3 separate regions of the Zea mays genome follow, and all the other regions are linked to region 1. The links are chromatin contacts, called in public Hi-C maps. All regions are on one chromosome and are shown on one strand. Each heading gives the region's core, a stretch centred on a gene start, on an enhancer-like site or on the middle of the called end of the contact. The rest is flanking DNA. Distances are from core to core; before and after follow the strand shown.

Region 1 (4,476 bases), core at 1,089-3,588:
CAACCATCTCATGTTTAACACCCAATTGCCCATCCCAATGTTTCAATATTGTAGATGCCAAGACCCCCAAGATCATAGGGCCTACACACTCTCTGCCATCCAACCAAGCAGTGGCCTCCTTTTATATCCTTTCTCCCTTTCCACAAAAAAACTCGCCTAATTTTATCGATTGCCTTGATCACCCACTTGGGGCACTGGATAGATATGATGTGATAGATGGGGATAGCCATAAGAACTGATTTGACCAAGGTAGCCCTGCCTGCAGGGTGGATGAGGGCAGCTTTCCAACCCGGAAGACAGTCTGCAATTTTGTCTAGTAGAAAGAATAAGACAAATTTGGAGAGCTTCCTGATGGACAGCGACATACCCAAATATTTGCAAGGAAACTGAACCACATCACAAGGTAGAACCTGCTGGACAACCTCAATTTCATGTGCCTCACATCTAACTGGGGTAATGGAACTCTTATATTTGTCACCAGACCAGAAGCCACTCCAAAAGTTCTGAGGAGGTTTTTCAGGAACAATTGTGTGCTCAATGGAGAAATTTCAGCTATCGAGAGATGCAGGGGCGCCTGGGCACTTTCGGTGGTGTTAGGGGCTTGGTGCGCTCTGTTGTTGGATTGATTACAATGTTACTGTAACGCGTTTGAAAACTTGATGTTAGTGTTTGTGTAGTTTGGATGAGTGCCATGTGTTTTTATTGGTTGTTTTTTGTTTGGACCTCTCTCTCTCTCTTCTTAATGCAATGATGTGATGTCCTCCTACACGTTTGAGAGAAAAAGAAGGGCATCAAATTTTAGATACTCAACTGTTCACTACTCACACAAACACAACCACAGACTGGCACTCAGTTAGCCTACAGTACTAACTAGCAAGAAGAGTTGAACCACAACTTGTATCCCAACAAACTAATTTTAGGTCGAGTTTTGGTCTAGTCAAAAGTTAATTAGAAGTTCAGTATCAATTCCTCTCCTGTTCCATATATAAGTGTACTCATTTCTACGCTTGCTAATCAGCATCTGCAACTTGCTACTCTTATGCAGGGAAACATTAATGTGAAACAGAAAAATGCACACCCATTAAGCATAAGGTAATGAAGCCCAGACTAAATACCTGTTCAAAGTAAGGCACAGCCTCCGATGCCGGCCTATTGTTGAATGAGACAATGGCATTAGCCTAAAACGAGAACCCAACATAGAAATAAGATCAAAAGCACTTGGCGATCAGAATTATTATATGAGATTATATGAAATTTTAAATAATACAAAGCTTCTTTTTTGATTCATTATACTGAAACATTAAAACAAACTGAAACTTTGCAGACAGATTTTTCATCAACAAAACATCAGCGGACCTCTGGTATCCTTTCTGAGAAGTAGCTTCCCACTAGCAGCTGAAGCAGTGCCCCGTTGCTGCAAACCATGACAACAGAACAATTAAATGAACACATCAACAAACCAGAGCTCGAGGCTTCCTCCGAGTCAAATCATCGAACAAGTAGCGTGCGACAGCCCTCGATGAAATCACCTGTGGCCAACAGAGTAGAGCGGGAGCTCCGCGATGTCCAGGGCGCTGAGGCCGGCCTCCGGGAGCCCCGACGCGAGCAGCGCGTCGTAGCAGGCATGGAAACTCTGGAATACCTCCCGCGCGGCGGCCTCGTGGTCGAAGGTGACGTTGTATGGTACGCACACGACCACAAAGCCCTCCAGCGCCAGGAGCTCCAGCAGGTAGCTGCGAGCAAGTGAGCAACCAACCGCGCGATGAGCCAAGCGCACCAGTCACCAGTGCGGGTCCAACGGAACCGAATGAAACCCATTGTAGCCGACCGCCGGAACGGAATGGAACTCACGCGCTAACAAAGTTACCCGTAGGTGACCTCGGGGACGGCGCCGATGAAGGCGCCGCCGAGGAACTTGATGACCGCCAGCGGGCGTCGACCGCGCGGGGGCGGGAAGATGAGGCAAGAGTGCTCCCGCATGTACGGCTTCCTCATCGGTGGCGCCATCCTGGGACTGGGAGCCCCGAGCATGGCCAGCGATCCATCGGGGCTGAGCGACGCGCGGCAGGGGAAGAATCTTCTCGATGGTGTGGCCCGGGGGAAATGTGCACATGAGCACCATACCCCTTTGAGCACCAGATACGTTCCCGTGGCGGGGTTGGCGCGGCCACGGGTAGCAAGGGGCCGTGGGTTCGCGGCGCGATAGGCGGCCGGTGCGGAGCAGAAGAGGTGAGCCGCCGCCATGGAAGATAGCAGGTGAAGCACGGTGAGCCGGTGAAGTGAGGCGGGCAACTGAAACAAACAATCGAACACGAGCTGACGATTTGGCCACGAGGCCTGCGTCGTGGCCGGGCGTTTCTTGGTTTCTGACTTTCTGCCTGGAGTTTGTGGCCGTCCGTCTTGTCCTGTGCCTGTCGGCCCAAAGCACATAATTTTTGGCACGACTCAGATTTGGCATGGTCCAACTTAATTGTAAGTCTGAGCCGAAAAGCACATAATTTTTGTCACGACCCAGATCTGGCACGGCCCAACCTCATTGTAGGCCTGAGCCGGCACGGCCCAATATGTGGGCCGTGTCTGGGCCTCAAGTCAAGCCCATGGGCCAGCCTGGCACGACCCATTTAACTAAGGCACATCGAGACCCACTAAATATAGACTCAGTATTTAACTAAGGTCCATCAAAACTCACATGACCAGCACAACTTGGAGAATCTAGAGCTTCAATAGGCCTTCGAGAACCAATACCTAGATGGGGATAGTGAATAGTGATGATGATTATTGTATATGTATTCTGTATGGCTGTATAGTACTCAATAAAACACTGAACAGAGAACTAAATATTATTTCTAAGCTATTTGTAATATTTTTTCTTTCTAACCAAAGGTTTTTAATGTGCATCCACAAAACATCTTAGTTTTATTTGGGTCATATATTCTATACTTTTTGTTTATCTATTGCTATTCTATGTATATGGGACCAGTCTGGCACATTAAGACATTTTAGGCTATTTCGGCCGGTCTGGTACATATAACTAATTGTGGATCATGATGTGGGCCGATGATTGGGCACACGTGCTGGTACGGCACGATCCATAATTAAATATGTGCTTTTGTGGACCGTGCCTTTGTGGACCGTACTTTTGTTGACATGTGCCGTGCCAGGCTGGCCCACGTGTACATGTATACGTCCCACCACGCCCTAGCTGTGGGCCAGAGAGTTTTGGCCCGTCCAAGTGGCCGTGCGATTGCTGGCTGCATGCCCACGCATTGACGCAACTGCCGGCTTGCGAAAAAATCCGTGTCAAAACCTTTGTAGAGCAGCTCTCAAATAAAAAAATAAGCAATTATTATTGTATAATTGCAGATAAAAATTAAAGCAAATACCTTATACCTGTAAAGTTCATGTAAATTCATAATTCTTGGCAATATTACAGAATTTACAGTTTTTTCTCGAACACTACAGAATTTACAGTTGCCCGGCCGAATCAGAACTCAGATGAGCACTACGAAGTCCGAACAGAGGTTATACAGGAATACAGGATTATGCTGACGCGGAAGACATGACTTTCAGAATGAAAACCTAGCCAAAAGCATTGAAGGTTTACTGCCTGGCGATTTTCCTTGTAAACCTTAGTAGATTCAGCTGTACACTTGGACTAATTACAGCTATACAGTAACAATAATAGAACCGGGGGGAGGACGAGACATCACCTGATCAGTTAGCATTGTTCTTGCACTGTAACTACTTTATATACAGTGTATGTGGGCAAAATTTGCTACCTCGAAATTTGGGTGTGCCTGTGTTCAAAGACATGAACAAAAGCACGGTATGTGGTCGAAGTCAATCGATAATTCGGTATGAAGAAATCCTAGATGATGCCCCCTTTGGAATGCGGGGATTTTTTTTCAGTTTCCTGCATTTTTTCTGTGAGAATGGACTGATTCCTGTGAAATTCCTGTATATTCCTCTAGAATTCCTGCATTTCAGAGGAAGCCTAATATCAGGGGCAAACTCTTATCATCTACTAGTTCCTCTTCCTAGGCATATCATCTGTTCCTCCGCCACCTGCATTCGTAGTAATAGTAAAAGGAGTTAGAAATTTGTAGGATGGTAAAAATGAAACTTCAACCGTGTCTGTAGAACAGACCTTACAACGTAGGGAAGAAACCATCCCCCATTTCGATAATCCAGTATAGAGTAGTATACACACTTGCCTAAGTACAAATGACCTGGATACTCTAGTTATAGATCCAAAAGCCATTCCAATCAGCAGTACCCTCAGTCAGATGAGCAAGAAGCTAACCGAGCACATACTCTTTGCTGCCAGCAAGTTGCAGGGCATTGCATTTTAACATGTATGGTAGGAAAAACCCTTCATTGCTCGCAGCATACGCATGGTGATTAGTCCTTGTTGGAAGCTCACTCCAGCATTATGTTTTACTCTTCTGAGCCTCATCACACAGATGTATCCTTCTG
Region 2 (4,476 bases), core at 1,205-3,704, 750 kb before region 1:
AATCATTGAGCATCAGATTTCCTGAAAGCAAGTCATTGTGTGCATAAACCACAGGTGCATGCAGAATGTCCAAGAGATCCTACAAGGTGCATGGACATTGATGAAGAAATACAAAGTACAGATAGTAGGAAATTGGCAGGAGTAACTGTTATCTTCAGTTTCAGTTCCCTAGTATGGGCCTAAACCCATCACCATCACAACCAATATTTTGCTTCATAACTATGCTAGACGGATGTTCCCACTATACCAGAGAAGGATCAACTACTATTTGTGCCCAAACAAAAAAAAGGAAATATCACTTTAAGAAGCAAAATGGGCCCGAAATATCAGAAGGTACATTGTCAAGTTCAAGGTACCTTAAGTTCTTTAACTTCATCTTGTATTTCTGTAAATGAGATCTTTACATATCTCTTTTGCTGCTCGTTATCCTCAAACTTCAATGCTGCAGCTGCAAGGTGCATTTGACAGCACATATAAATATTATGTATGTTACTTGCGCCAAGAAAAGTGTCATGTTTGAGATACCATTGACATGAAAGCAACAGTCTCAAACGAGCAACATAAGTCACCTACCTTTCTTCAAAAACTTGAATATATCATTCCACAATTGTGGTTCTTTAGACCCTGGTATATCTACTTGATGAAATTTGCGTAGCTCCTTGGCAATTTCAGCTGCTATTTTAGGTTCTTTCATGTCTACAAAACAAAGGATCAGTAGATTTATTTTCAGAAGCATTTCATAAAACCTCCAAACATCCAAGGCTTCAAATTGACATACCAAATCATGGATAATGCTGACTATAGAGAAAGGGAAAAAAACACAATCTGTTTGAAGTCGCATTTGAAATTGTACCTAAAACTACAAAAGAGAATAGAGAAACTATCGCACTAAGTTGATTAGGACCCCACACCCGATACGTTGTTCAGACAGGAAGTATGCCTACCTGCAGGTGACAGTGTTCGAGCATAGATGAATGACTGAACTACTCCATTTTCAAACATTCCAAGCAGCCGAGCCCCGAACCCTGCAGCTGAGAGATACGGTATCGCCTAACCATGACGGTAGTAGATGTATGCATTAGGAAATATTTTAGAATCGAAATGAGATTTAATTTTATGGGTACATTATACTACGTGTACAGTCTAGGGACCCTTAAAATTATCATTCTATGTTAGCATTTTCCATAGAACGAAATGAAATCCATTCATCAGGGAAAAGGTACAGATATGAAACAAAAGGCAATGCATTTGGTAGAACAGATGCTAATACAAAAGCATTACTATTATGTGTCTAGAAGAATTGAAAACGTGCCACTAGAAAAATATGACTAACACAAGGGGTAATGCAAGAAGCCTAGAGTCATTGTGGAATACTATAGGTAACACACAATCTTGTACCACTCCCAAAGGCAAAAAAACTGCTTCTATGGAAAGCATATAAATACCACTCAGATTCTCACCTGCAATTCCCTTTTCCGATCAATCACCAAGTCTGTATTTGGTCCATACAACCGAACAGTAACAGAAGAATCATTGCCATTGTTTCCTTTGACAGAAACCTTGAGCACTGTAGGTAATAACAAATACATATCATGAACGACAAACTGAAAGAAATTATCGCTGCACACATGAATCAACGGATCATTGTTCATCCGAATCATCCCTATGGGTGAATTAGGTGCACATACAGATGCAGTAGGCTCTTATTAATTTGTAAAGCAGAAATGGTGACAATGACAGCAGAAATGGTGCAGGCCAAAGGAAATACTTATTGTACAGCACCCTGAAGTATCTAATCGCCCAAAGTTTGTAAAAAGCATTGGGTTCTGCTGCTTCATCAGCAAATGGGAAGAATAGCAGCAGGAAGCGGAAGCACGCAGTCGTTACAGCGGAAAAAAAAAAGAGGATCTTTAAATCTATCTGTACCCTAGTTCAGCACCACTTGTTCAGCAAACGGGCGAGGGTGAGACGTTTTCACTGCTGCAGAGGAACGAAACTGAGCAGTGGTGCCGGCACGAATTCATCAACGATGTGCAACATTCGAAGCAACTAACTAGTATGCATGCATTATTCATCTACTACAGTCATCATGCTGCTCAGGCGAAAAGGTGAGGAATCTGATGGCGGTACAAGCCATGCCAGTGTCAGGGGAGCAGCAACTCACATAGATTGGTGATGCCCCCAGACACGGTCTCGATGGAGAAGCGCGAGCTGTCAATCGACGACCACCCTTTGACCAACTCCTTGCAGAGACCTCTGAAAAGGCACCAGCAATCCCCAAATCAGAGAGACTTTCCGTGCATCAGCACATTCCTGTCACCCGCAGACGCGGAGGCATTTACCGGCTGGTTCGCGGGCACGGGTACGACGCCCCGCGCGCTCGCGAATGCTCGAACATGACACGAGCTGCTGACAGGCGCACAGCGGCACGAGACCAGCCCGAGGTGCGAGCGGAAGCAAGAGGATCGAAGAGAGATAGGAGAGTAGGGGGGGGTACTTGCATGATGTGAGGCGACATCTCCGGGAGCGGCAGCGAGATGTCGACGGAGGCCGCCGACGTGGGAACGTCCGCGGGCGCCGCGGTGGTCGCTTTCGCCTCGACGCTGCCGCCATAGCCGCTGCCGGCGGCCACGCCCGCGCCATTCCAGACCCGTCCCTCCGATCCCATGCCCACCTCGCGGCCACGCCCTGTCGCCCTCTCACTCCCGCGCGCGATCTGCTGGTCCGTGCGCGCAAGGGATCTCGGTGCGCTATTCCTGGCGGGGAGCCAAGACAGGACCAGACAAGATCGGGCACGAGCCCGCCCGACACGATTCGATCGGAGGCGACGAGAGCACACAGGAAGTGAGAGTCCGAACAACGAGCCCAGCCCACTCGCCTGAGGCCGCGTGGCTGGCCCGAGCCACGTCGGTTTAGCGGCCGCGTGCTCGTGCAGTCGTGCCGACCTAACGCGTGGCGTGCGCATCAGTCCCGCTGTGGCGCGGGCCTGCCCTCAGAGAACAACGGGCCACGGGGAGACATGGACGGCGGAGACCGGAGATTTTTTTTATCAAGCATTCAAGCCCCACATCTCCTCGTGGGGGCAATCAACTTCGGATTATGATTATTACTACTCGTAAAAACATAGACCAACAAATACGAAACGCGGTTTAGGTCATTTATTTTGAAACCAAAAGGATTTAGCTCTATATGTAAGTGGGGTACGCTCCTTGTAGCGCAACAGTTCTGTCGCTGACTCGATGTACTTGGGGAGAAAAAACTAGCTTGATTCTGAAGACCACAAGAGCAATACTACTACGTAACATAACATTTTCAGCAACCATCGAATCAAGAGTGACCGCGACATGTCTGTATCAATTCTATCAGTCTCGGAATTTATTAGTCTGTTCTTAGTTTTCCGAAGCTGCTTAAATTGGAGCTAATAGTCAGCCGCTAAAATTAGTTGAAAATATCCAAACAATATATTTGTTTTTAGTAAATTAGCTAATAATAAGGTAGATATTTGTTAGCTAACTAATTCAACTAGCAATTTTTACTAACTAACTATTAGCTCACCTCTTAATTAATATAGAGTATGTTGTGTATGTTTACGCAGACGGTTCATAAAGATGAATACGCGTGTATAATAGTATGATTTTTTGAGAGAGAAAAAAGTGACCAGTGTCGTATACTCCCTTCATTTCTTTTTAGTTGTCGCTGGATAGTTCAATTTTGCACTATCCAGCGACAACTAAAACGAAACGGAGGGGGATATATTTGGGCTCCGTCCTAGGTAAGGATAAGGAAGTATCTTGTCCCGTTGCGTGGTCTCAACGCGCAAGTAATCACAACTGTAATAGTCGAGGCTCAATTGTTTCACGCCAAACAAAATACCTTCCGTGCGTGGTCCTTGTTTGTGTCCTACTCGTCCAAGCAATGTTTAGCATCGTGTTCATGGAAGTTGATCGGCCACGCGGTCATATCGAACACGTTGCCCGTCACTAAAAGCTTTGTGTGTGTGTGTGTGGTAGTGATATCAATTTATCCACACGAGTCTGTAACTGAGCGCGTGATAAGCAGACGGTCCGAGGAGAATGAGACCGACATGGTGTAAGGCCTCTAGGGCCGTAATCCTAATCATGGTCCACTACTGCTTACTAGAATCTCGGCCCACAAACAATAGGCTCAGCAACAAACCAAGACACGTGGACACACGCTACTCAGCTCTTCGACCTTACTAATACTAAGAACGTCACATAAATTTCATCCCTACAAAAATATTCATTGTCCTTTACAGCACACTCTAAAAGATTTTATCCACTATATCTTTTTAGTCTACAACAATGTCGTCTAAATTTAATCCTCTATATCTCATCTTTTTTAATCTCTACTCTATCTCCTTTATTGGTCACATTTAGTACGACATTAACCAAAATATAATAAAAAAGGACACGACGTGAGCTATTATCAACCAAAAGAAGCACAACGTACATTTAC
Region 3 (4,476 bases), core at 956-3,455, 580 kb before region 1:
GTCAGCGCGCCGCCGACGCCGAGGTTCTGGCTCCACTGGGCCCCGCTGGCCGTGCTCAGCGGGCGGCTGTAGTTCATGTAGGTGTCGCGCTGGAGCAGCAGCGCTTCGAGCTGCCACAGCTGGCAAGACAGGGAAGAGGCAGCACACGTGTCAGTCCGGCGGCAGCACGCGTACGTACCCCCCCAAATTTCCCCTGGTCAAAAAGACAGTAGCCCGTAGGGCATACGGCCCGCGCGCGTACGTACCTCAATGTAGCCAAGCTTCTCCGGGTCGAGCTCCTCCATGATGAGCGACGCGTACTCCTCCGCCTGCTCCTTGAGCTTTGCCAGCTTGTTGGCCGACGCGCTGAGCACGATCAGCTGCGGTGGCAGGAGGGAGACCAAGCCAAACATCTCGCTGGATTAGCGGCGGAGCACGTGGATAGTTTACCGCAGTAAATAGTAAGTAGGTTTAATTAATTAAACAAGATCAGTATGTATGGTACACTGCACTGGTACTGGAAGCAGCGGTTTGGTAATCAGAGCAGGGTGCCCACAAGAAGGTTCTAATGGTGCTCTACTTTCTTTTGGGGCTGGCAGTTTGAACTAAACACAGAGATGCAGAGAGGAGTGAAGAGCATTAGAAAAGTCACCTCCTGTACTTCCTCCCTCGTTATCCTCCCGTCCACGTTGGTGTCCACCCTGAATTTGGGACCGAGAACGGCACCAGAAGGAGAAGAAAGCTTACTGTCAAGAATCTGCGGGGGCGCAAAGCGTAGTGCAGGTGCGCACGCACCGGGAATTGGGACGGATCGATTTGTGACGTTACTTTACTTGGGACCCGGGGAAAGGAAGAGAAATGGGGGCGCGTGAAATTTAGCTCAGTACATGTCGAAGAAGATCTGGAGCCGCGCGTCGAAGCTCTGATCGGAGATCTGGAGCCAGAAGTCGTAGAGCTCCTCCTTGGTGATCCGCTCCAGGTTCTGCCGCCGCCGCCGCGCCAGCGCGTCGAAGATGCCCACCGCGAACTCCTTGGAGTCCACCATTCCTGCAGTTTGGGCGTGGAGCGCCATAAGATCGCGGATAAGGACGTCGCAATTACAGTAGGATCGAGCTGTTTCCTCGCGTGTGCGGAGGATAACAATGTGAACTGCAGGCAAGAAGCAGCAGCGGCGTCGAGTGTGGCCGTACCGATGCATTCGCCGAAGTCGTCGCGGGAGAGCAGCCCTTCGCGGGCGAGGTCGTTGAAGCGCTCCTCGACGCGGCGCCAGAGCTCGGCGGCCTCGACGGAGCCCGTGGTGCGGCTGATGAAGCGGAGGCCCTTGAGCGCGCGCCTGGCGCCGGCGCGGGACCGGTTGAGCTGCGCCTGCTCCCGCCGCCGCTCGCGCGCCGCCATGGCGGCCTCCCGCTGAAGCTCGGCGGGCGTGGGGCGGTACGGGGACGGGGAGGGCGACGGCGACCGGAGCCACGCGAACTTCTTCCGTATCCGCGACGACGTCGACGAGCACCGGCTCAGGCGGCCGCCGCCCTCCGAAGGCGCGCGGCGCGGCGACGGCGACACCCCGAGGACCCCCGCGGACGGCGGCGCCGGGAGGGAGGCGGCGCCGTAGAGCGCCGCGCTGGTGGGCGTGACGCTGCGCACCACCATGGACTCCTCGTCCAGCTCCAGCATGACCTCCACCAGGTCCCCCTGGTCCGCCAGGAATGCCGGCAGCATGCCGCCGGCGCCGCCGCTCCCGGCGGCGGCGGCGGCGAAGAACTCCTCCCCATAGGCGGTAGTGTAGGACTCGTTGTCGGAGGCGTCGGTGGCTGTGGTGGTGGTCTGGTCGTCCGCCAGGTAGTCCGCGATGCGGCGGTGGCCGCTGCGCCGGGCGTTGCTCCCGCGCGACGGCGTCCACATGGCGGCAGCCGCGGCGCGAGAGCTGTCCTCCTCTCCGAGGCACAGCGGTGGTTGCGCCCCGCCACGCCTGGCCCTTTTATTATCTTACCCGTAGTCTCCCAGTCCGCTCCGCAATGCGTCCGTCAGCCAGCTATCCCGTTCCCGTGGGCAGGCACCACCGCACCAGGCAGGCAGGCAGGCGGGCGGCACTGCGGCAGCGGCTGGGCGGTGGCCGGTGGGCGGCCCACGCCCGGGCAAGTGATTCCTTCGCGGGCGCGGCCTCCTCGTGCTTTTTTTTCCCCTCTCGTTTGCTTCGCGGTGCGGTGCTCCGCTACCTATTGGCTATTGCGTTCCGCGGTTCTGCCACGGCGCTCGGCTAGCCGCTTTATCAACGAGTGCCGAAGCGAGCAGCGCTTTTTGGAGGCAAGGCTGTGACTGGGCTGGGCTGGGTGGGTGGGTGGGTGCGGCACACCCCAAAACGAAGCTCCATGCGCCACGAGTTTGCGATGCGGTGCTCGGTTCGGACGTGGGAGACGCGGTCGGTGGGCTGGTCTGATGTGGATTTGGAGAACCTCAGACAGACGCTTCCAAACGAGCGAGATGCGGTGGTCAGTGCGGCGCGGCGCGTTCCTTGTTGGCAAAATCAGACCAAAATCCAGCATGGTCCACTGTTTATGGTGTGAGTGGTGAGCTTCAAACACGCAAAGGAAGGGTCGTTTCGGATTGGCGGATTATGGTGCGAGTAGATACAGATTTGCTAAGGTCAGCCTCAATAAGGTTACAAAGTTTCGTAATAGTTTTATAGTCATTAAATAAACTGATATCATGTAGCATCTGTTTAGAAGCAAAGTTTTTTAATACCACAGTTTTACAATACTAATTTTTTTAATGCTATATCATAAACAAAATATTTCAATACCATAATTTTGCAATACCATAGTTTCACACGCAACAAGGAAAGACATTGGTCTAGACCAAATTTTTCAATACTATGGTTTTACTATAGTATTCATAATAATGTGGTTTTTAATATATAGTTTTTAAAACATTTACCAAACATCTTTCTGTATAAAATATCAAAGTCTTGTTAAATACCATGGTATTGCATGGAACTATAAAAAAAACTTTGCTGAGCATAATAGTAACAAAAAAGTGATATAACACAAAGGTATCTAATGTTAATACCTTTGTGTGGTGCCATGTAGCAATATTGTGCTTTGCTGAACGAGCTACATTGTATATAACTAATAACTGAATATAAAAATATAAATATGTAGTTGATATTTACCCATGGTATTTAAGTACAATAACTGATTATCGATGATTGGTTTTAGTTTAGTGTTGACTAACCTCATGTAGTGAGTATAATGTTGTACAATACAACTCTTGACTCGTGATGTGTAGGTGTGAAGCACATAGATGAGGTTAAGTGAGTTCATGCTGATGGACTAGAGTGGTGGAGGACGGACGCTCAGACTTCAATTGAGGAATTGGAGAAACCGAAGCAATGAGCGTGATGGTTGACACCTAGTGAATCAACAAGTGCAAAAGGTAGATGGAGGAACATATCATGTTAACCAAGTCAAGCAAATACATTATATGACTTGGTGATTAGGCAATCATGGGCTGTCGGTGACACGTGTCGAGATCATGAACTGAGTGTATCATGTATGCTACTCATGAGGCGTATAGTGGTTTGGGCCTCAAAATCATCGAGCAAACAATTTCTTGGTTTTTGGTCTCAAAACCTGATTAAAATTTTGGTGGAAACATGAGGAGGTATATGGCATCATCGTGAACCTTGCGTCAAGGCAAAGCAAAGTCGTGAAGAGCCCATGACCACTGGATGCACGTTGGGATGTGTAATAGCTCTAAAAATAAGACATGAGGTTGTCCAACTAGCCATCTCTTCAATTTTATATCTCGAGTCATTCCTAGCCTAGGTCCTAGTTGTATGAGTTTTAATCTTTCATCCGGTTTTAGCTATTGAGATCTGCAATATGGAGTGAGTACTCTATTGTGTTATCTTTCCCATGTAAGAATCAGACTTGGTTGATCTTCAAAAATAAATTAATCATTTCTTTGAAATTTTTAATTTGAGTTCTTACTTGTGTTTGGATTTTTTTCTCTTTCTAATTCACTGTCTTCACCCTTTTGATGGATTTAGTGTTCCAATAGTTTGGGTTTATTTTGGTTGGACGGATACGTGTAAGGACCTTTGAGGATCATCCCTACCAAATAGTTTATGTAGATTTCTCGTGAGCATGTAGATTCGTCTTTTGGAGCAAATCACTAAAGCGACCAAGCCCCAAACCCTTCAAGGTCTAAAGCCCCATGGGAACAAGGGACTCATTGTGCCTAACTATAACCCAATCATAAGATAATAGGATGTTATTGGTTCCACTAGGGGTAGTATGACCTCACGAAGGGACCCCACATCTTAATACCTAAAGACATGTCCATAGCATTAGCTTAACAAATAAATCTTAGGTACAACATATTAAATGTGTGATGCGTGTCATTATATGATTGGCAAGTGTGTTGTTACCATGACTTAGCTATAGGGTGCTTAAGATCACTATGTGGTATGTGCATCAATCATGTAGCCACACATGCACT

Evidence for each region. A called contact is a pair of places that touch in the nucleus more often than the background predicts.
Region 2: a contact with region 1 is called in a Hi-C map of ear, with 2.7 times the contacts expected there. The contact joins the promoter of LOC100193605 here to the promoter of LOC100275401 in region 1. A contact is called at or near these places in 3 of 25 Hi-C or Micro-C datasets (ear, leaf and tassel).
Region 3: a contact with region 1 is called in a Hi-C map of bundle sheath, with 3 times the contacts expected there. The contact joins the promoter of LOC100502415 here to the promoter of LOC100275401 in region 1. A contact is called at or near these places in 6 of 25 Hi-C or Micro-C datasets (bundle sheath, ear, leaf and 2 more).

Annotation. Positions count from the first base shown.
Region 1 is chr7:125,788,637-125,793,112 of Zm-B73-REFERENCE-NAM-5.0, reverse strand. LOC100275401 reads right to left here and starts at 2,338. Exons shown (of 10, transcript NM_001350153.2): 1 at 1,868-2,338; 2 at 1,530-1,733; 3 at 1,357-1,414; 4 at 1,116-1,178. The coding sequence starts at 2,244. LOC103632806 reads right to left here. Exons shown (of 12, transcript XM_008654538.3): 11 at 4,148-4,476; 12 at 3,329-4,065. The coding sequence ends at 4,456.
Region 2 is chr7:126,541,675-126,546,150 of Zm-B73-REFERENCE-NAM-5.0, reverse strand. It overlaps LOC100193605, which reads right to left and starts at 2,454. Exons shown (of 11, transcript NM_001138708.1): 1 at 2,343-2,454; 2 at 2,165-2,256; 3 at 1,461-1,567; 4 at 945-1,050; 5 at 574-696; 6 at 357-448; 7 at 1-79. The coding sequence starts at 2,398.
Region 3 is chr7:126,369,711-126,374,186 of Zm-B73-REFERENCE-NAM-5.0, reverse strand. LOC100502415 reads right to left here and starts at 2,205. Exons shown (of 14, transcript NM_001365550.1): 1 at 1,170-2,205; 2 at 867-1,026; 3 at 632-680; 4 at 246-359; 5 at 1-119. The coding sequence starts at 1,878.